Regions from separate parts of the Hordeum vulgare genome. Here region 1 is linked to region 2. A link is a contact called in public Hi-C data. All regions are on one chromosome and are shown on one strand. The core of a region is the stretch at or near the end of the contact, and the rest is flanking DNA. Distances in the headings are between cores, read along the strand shown.

What was found. Hi-C and Micro-C count contacts between places; a contact is called where the count stands out from the background.
Region 1: a Hi-C map of leaf shows a contact between it and region 2, with 2.6 times the contacts expected there. The contact joins the promoter of LOC123440574 here to the promoter of LOC123440573 in region 2. A contact is called at or near these places in 2 of 6 Hi-C or Micro-C datasets (both in leaf) and 1 of 1 datasets of contacts at active chromatin or transcription factors (embryo).

What each region holds. Positions count from the first base shown.
Region 1 is chr3H:555,006,106-555,009,201 of MorexV3_pseudomolecules_assembly, reverse strand. LOC123440574 (protein VAPYRIN-like) reads right to left here and starts at 1,628. Exons shown (of 2, transcript XM_045117138.1): 1 at 567-1,628. The coding sequence starts at 1,349. TRNAG-UCC (a tRNA gene) reads left to right here and starts at 2,833; the gene lies at 2,833-2,904.
Region 2 is chr3H:554,866,510-554,869,533 of MorexV3_pseudomolecules_assembly, reverse strand. LOC123440573 reads left to right here and starts at 1,413. Exons shown (of 1, transcript XM_045117137.1): 1 at 1,413-2,471. The coding sequence starts at 1,495. The coding sequence ends at 2,241.

The DNA of each region.
Region 1 (3,096 bases), core at 379-2,878, 140 kb before region 2:
CGTTAGTCACGTTAATTCTTGATGCGGATTTTCTTTGGGGTGAAAGCTTTGAGTAAAGATCCGAAGAACATTGGATGCTGTGTGTCGTTCACGAGCGCAACGACGCAAACCGCATAAGCCAAGCTACGTACTCTACAGCACCCAGCTGGAACAACAGTTGATTCTGCCAACTCCCACTCTGTTCTGTCCGTGACAAAACCAGCCAAGATCTCGAAATTCACAAGTAACTTTCTTGCGACCTTCCAGTCCAAGTAATACAACAGAAGGTTGTTTACTGCATGCGACCATGGTTGTCAGTTTGTGACTAGACTGCCGGGAGCGTAATTTTTGTTCAATCTTAATTAAACTCTCAAGTTACTGCATGGCATGGCAGTACAAAAGGACAGGGGATTGCCTACGTCGTGGACTGAGACTTGACGAAGTCTCAGTCAAGTAATACAGCACGCAAAAAAAGAACTGAGAATTTTTTTTATTTGCATAAATCTTGATGCAAAATCAACGGACTACAATATCGACTGAGACTTGACTGATTTTTAGCAAAGCCGAAAGGACAGAGGTATACTTACGTAGCCCTTCTCTCGCGCCACGTCCAGCGGAGTCCTCCCGCGCGCGTCGGCCGCCGCGGAGTCGGCACCCATGTCCACCAGCTCTGCCACGGCCTCTGCTTCGCCGGCCGCGGCCGCGACGTGCAGAGCCGTCCTGCCGTCCTTGTCGCGCACCGCGAGCGCCTCCTGCCCCAGTCTCCTCACCTCTCCGCAGTCGCCCCGCGCCGCAGCCGCGTGCAGCGGCGCCCACTGCTCGGCCTCCGGTACAGCCGCCTCGGGGTCGAGGACCGGTAGGAGGTGCGGCTGCCGGCGCAGGATGAGGCGCACGGCCGCGGAGTCCCCGGCGTCGGCGGCGAGGCGGAGCAGGTAGGGCCCGCCGAAGAACACGCGGAGGCGGATGGCGCCGCCGGGCACGGAGGCCGCTGAGTCGAGGTGCGCGGCGGAGAGGGAGGAGAGGACGAGGAATCGGTCGGCGCGAGAGCGCGGGAAGGACGGCGGCGCGTGCGGCTGCGGGCGGAGCACGACGCGGATGGTGGCCGAGGAGAGGGGCTGCAGGGCGCCGCGCGGCGGGCTGACGAGGAACTTGAGCGGGGAGGAGGTCTGCACCTTGAAGGCGACGGGGAGCGTCGGGTGCAGCGAGCGGAGGCGGAGGTCCACGCGGCACTTGGAGCTGGGCTTGAAGTCGACGACCACCTCCTCCTCCGCCACCTCCAGGAGCTGCTGCTGCTGCTCGGGCGCCGCCGGCGGTTTGGCTGCGTCGGCGGAACTGGCGGGAACGGAGCAGGCTGGCTTAGCAGCGGCCATCTATCTCCGTTGGAAGCGCGCGGGGTGGTATGTGCAGGCAGCGGAGCTGGAAGCGCGGAATGGTGTCTGTACCCGAGCATCTGGTGGCTGTACCTAGGAAGAAAGGATGGCGCTTGCTCTTTTGCTGGCACGCTGGCTGGATCGAGCAATGAGAGGATGCTGGCTTCTGTGACAGTGTGCCATGGTAGATTCCGGTGTGATGTACAGAGCCATGATTAATGACAGAGAGAGAACGTTGATATTCCAGTGGACCACGCTCTGCAATACGTAAAACCGTTTGTTTCACACACTGCTCTGAACGTGTCCACACCGTGTCAACGTGTCAACGTAGTTTCCAATCCGACGGCTTCAGTTGATATGCTGCCAGAAGAGGCCACACCGTGTCCGGCAAGGCGTGCCGGCTCGCCGGATCCCGCATGCATGCATGCATGCATGATAACCTACCTACGGGACCAGCAGAGAATGATGGATCCAGGTCCAGCACGAGCAAGCAAAGCGCCGAGGAGTGGCATCGCTACCGCACGTCCCATCAGACCGGGTGGCAAGCGAACGATCACGCCATGCAATGATGCAAAGCGCTACAATCCACGGTACCCCCCGTGAGGCCGTGAACCGAAGGCATCCGCCCGCCCGCGCGTCGTGCCTCCGTCACGCGACGAGACGAGAGGATCGTTGGATTCGTCTAGGCGCCATGTGCCCTCCCGGCTCCGTCACGCGAATCGGCGCAGAAACGAGGGCGCGATCGCGGCCGCTTCCGCTGCTACGTGAGCGGCCCCGGGCACCGCATCCCACGTCTCCGTGCAGCTCGGCGTCCAGATGCTCGGGCAACAGGACAGGAGTGCTTGCTGCCGCTACCAAACGAAACGGTTCTGCTTCACCGGCTTTATACTACAGTACTGTATTACGCGACGCGCCGTACCTCCGTCGTCCGGTACTCATGCTCATGCGTCTACAGTACATATCAGTTCTGTGAGACTGTGACTGAGACGCTCGCGCACCGTACCGATTCAGCTACACACCACGCTTGCAATATATACTAAATATAAGTCTTTTTAAAGATTTTTTTATTAAAAACTATATATAAAATAAAATAAATAAATTTATACTTTAAAGTATGTCTATACATATTCGTATATAGTCCATAATGAAAACCTCTAAAAAGACTTGTAAGAATGGAGGAAGTCAAACATCTCTTTATATAAGTCTTTCTAAAAATTTCATTAAAGACTACATACGAAGTGAAATGAGTAAATTTACTTTCTAAAATACGTCTATATACATTCGTATGTACTCCGTAGTATGTAATGAAACCTCTGAAAAAACTTATATTTAGCTATGGGGGAGTAAAACATTTCTTTTGCAGATTGAATGCAAAAGGTCTCCTCTCCTGCTCTATAATTCTATATGGTGAATGCACTAGCTAGTGATATCTTATGGTGACCGAATAGTTTGCATACGCCTTGTTTTAAATTTTGTCATGTAAGCGTCTGTAGTCCAACGGTCAGGATAATTGCCTTCCAAGCAATAGACCCGGGTTCGACTCCCGGCAGACGCATCTTCTTTTTTACAAGCCTGCCGGGCCACTTTTTATCTGCAGGGGCAGTCACTTGCTTCTGCAGTTCAGTAACTCAAAACATTTTGTGGACAACGAATGCAAAAGGTTTCCTGCTTGCAGGATCAATCAGATTGATGCATTGATGGTCACTGCACTAAACACTGGCTAGTGGCATCTTTGCACATTTCGTTG
Region 2 (3,024 bases), core at 164-2,663:
TAGGCCCGCCTAAGGGGAGGCATGCCACCTTTGAGGTGCAGTCCATGACATGGTGTCATGGAGGTTTGGTTGGCCTAAGTGGTACCGTCCGTGACGCTGGCCAGATTGGTTCCATGGAAGGGCAGTTACAGACCCGATTGCATTCTTCTTTCCTTGTTCAAGGACTATTTTGCATTTTGCGGTGCCTTGTTAGTATTGTCATGTTTCTAAGGGGTCTAGTTACAAAATCTACTATAATGCTTATCAATGAATGGGTCCTTCTGGACCCTACCTTTCTGTTCAAAAGAAAAGAAATAAAAAGGGGAGTGTTACTCGTTCGCCGGCTAATCTTTTTAAAAGACCAACTAGGTCCCGAGCCGTCAGATTCGTCGGATCGAACGAGCCGAGCATGCCTTCATCACTACAACATAGGTCTTGTTGCAAAATTATTCCTGTCATATAGGTTTTCTTGTAGAATGTTTTTGCAACCGTTGCTTTGTTAACAAATTGCAATTTTTTTATAACTGAGGTCTTATTGCAGAAAATTTCTACACTTAAGGTTTTTTTGTAAAACATAGACATATAATAGACCATTGCAACACCGCATATGTTTCTAGAACGTATCTTGTGTGCTCGAGAGGTGGTGGACTCGGCCGTTGCAATCCGTTGGATGGTGGTAACCTTTTCCCGAAATAAAAAGACAAATATAATAATAGCATGGTGTTTGACTAGAGTTATACTCCCTCCGTTCCTAAATATGTGTCTTTTTAAAAATTTCATTAAAAAACTACATACAATGTATATTGACATAATTTAGAGTATAGGTTTATTCATCTTGTTCCGTATTCAGTTCTTTATTAAATTTATTTTAAAAAATATATTTAAAAACGAAGGAAGTAGTCGAGGAGTGTTTTAGCTAAAAGGGTGCTTTGATCCAAGAGACTAAACTAGTCTGACTAAAAATAGTCCCTTTAAGAGGCTAAAGTTCCAAGCATCACTGACTAAAGAGAGGCTAAAACTAGTCTTGAGGCTAAAATCTTTTAGTCAGGGGTACCCCTACTAAAATATGGATTAGTCATCTCTCTCCTCATTTAACTCCTCTGCTTTAACACATGCGAGTTCTGGATTGGAGGATTTGGAGAATAATAAATGCCCATTAACTTAATTTTAGTTTTTTTAGTATTTGGATCTAAACATAGATGAGGCTAGCAAGTTTTAGTCCCACTACTTTTAGTCATGGGACTAAAACGTATCAAGCACCCTCTAAGGATCATTAAAAGTTCACGCACGAGCGCTGGCCGTAGAACCTCACAACTTCAAAGGGCTAAAATGAAAAAAAAGCAAACACCCCTTCTTCAAATCCCAAACGTCACAAGCGAAAAGGGTGAAAACGAAACGAAACGTAGTGCAGCTAGGGCCACACGCTTCCCCCCCGCGCCGCTCCGAAACTGAAAACCGGACGAGTCCCCATCTCGGGCGGCATCTCATCTCTCTTCCCCATCTCCGGCTTCCCCCATGTGGCTGCCCTGGGTCAAGACGCGCTCCACCTCCCCCACCACCTCCTCCTCCTCCTCCACCTCCACCTGCTCCTCCACGGCGCTCACCGCCGCCTCGCCGCGCCTCTCCTTCAACTCGCCCTCCCTCAAGGACCTCCAGGCCCTCCTCCGCTCCGACCCCGCCGCGCCCTCCCCTTCCCCGCCGCACACGGCCCCGCGCTCCGCCCGCGTCTTCCACCGCGTCCGCGTGGCCGCCTCCGCCCTCCGCGCGCTCCGCACCCTCCAGGCGCCGCCGCCCGCGGCCGAGGCCGACCGCCGCGTCGTGCTCTACTACACCTCCCTCCACGTCATCCGGGGCACCTACGAGGACTGCCGCGCCGCGCGCGCCATCCTGCGGGGGCTCCGCGCCTCCGTCGACGAGCGCGACCTCGCCATGGACGCGCGCTACCTCGAGGAGCTCACGGCCCTCCTCCCGCGCGCCCGCCGGATCACGCTCCCGCAGGTCTTCGTCGGCGGCCGCCACCTCGGCGGCGCCGAGGAGCTCCGCCGCCTGCACGAGTCGGGCGAGCTCCGGCGCGTCGTGGCCGGCGCCGCGTCCCTCGCCGCCTGCGGCCGCTGCGGCGGCGAGCGCTACGTCCTGTGCGGCAGCTGCGACGGGAGCCACAAGCGGTACAGCCTCAAGGGCGGCGGCGGGTTCCGCACCTGCGCCGGCTGCAACGAGAACGGCCTCGTCCGCTGCCCGGACTGCTCGCCGCCGGTCGTCTGATCCAGATTCAAAAAGGTTCCAATCCGCCGATGACTTGTGTACTACTCAGTAGTCAGTAGTAGTAGATTTTTAATTTCGTAGCGGGTACCAAAAATCGGGATAAGAAATGGGGCTCTGTGTGTAGTCTTTACTACTACTACTCTACATGATTTAGTGTAACTGGTGTCTGATCTGATACAGTACCGTGTGATGAATTGGGAGTTGCAAGTTTTCAGCATTTCCAAACCAAACACTAAATGTTGTCTTGGGTAGTACTCCCTCGTTCCTAAATACAAGTCTTTTTGATGGTTCTATTAGAGGATTACATTTTAGAGCGTAAATTTGCTTATTTTGTTCCGCACATAGTCTTCTAGTAAATTTTTTAAAAAGATTTATATTTAGAAACGGAGGGAGTACTTACTACTAACTACTTACTTTCTCTTTGCTAAGCTATGCTGAGGAGATTAAGTCTGAATCTAAGTTCGTTCGGTGACCTGACCTGACCCTAGTAAATGGTTGATAAATGTGAGCAGTACTACTGCTTAACAGTAGAAGTGAAGATAGATTTATCCTGTGAATTGTACCGTGAGGCTTCTGCTGTTGTGCATGTGCAAGGCATGAGCTCCATTACATTTCTCGTTTTTCTCCGTCTTGAAAATGCTCACCGTTGATGATGGAGTTGAATGGTTGGTGTATGTGTGTGTGGTCTGCTTGTTTGTTTGCGGAGCGGCACTGTTCAAGTTTCCCAAAAGCTGCCACATGCCATGCCTGAATTCACGACGCTGGGCCGCAGCAGCGTTTTAG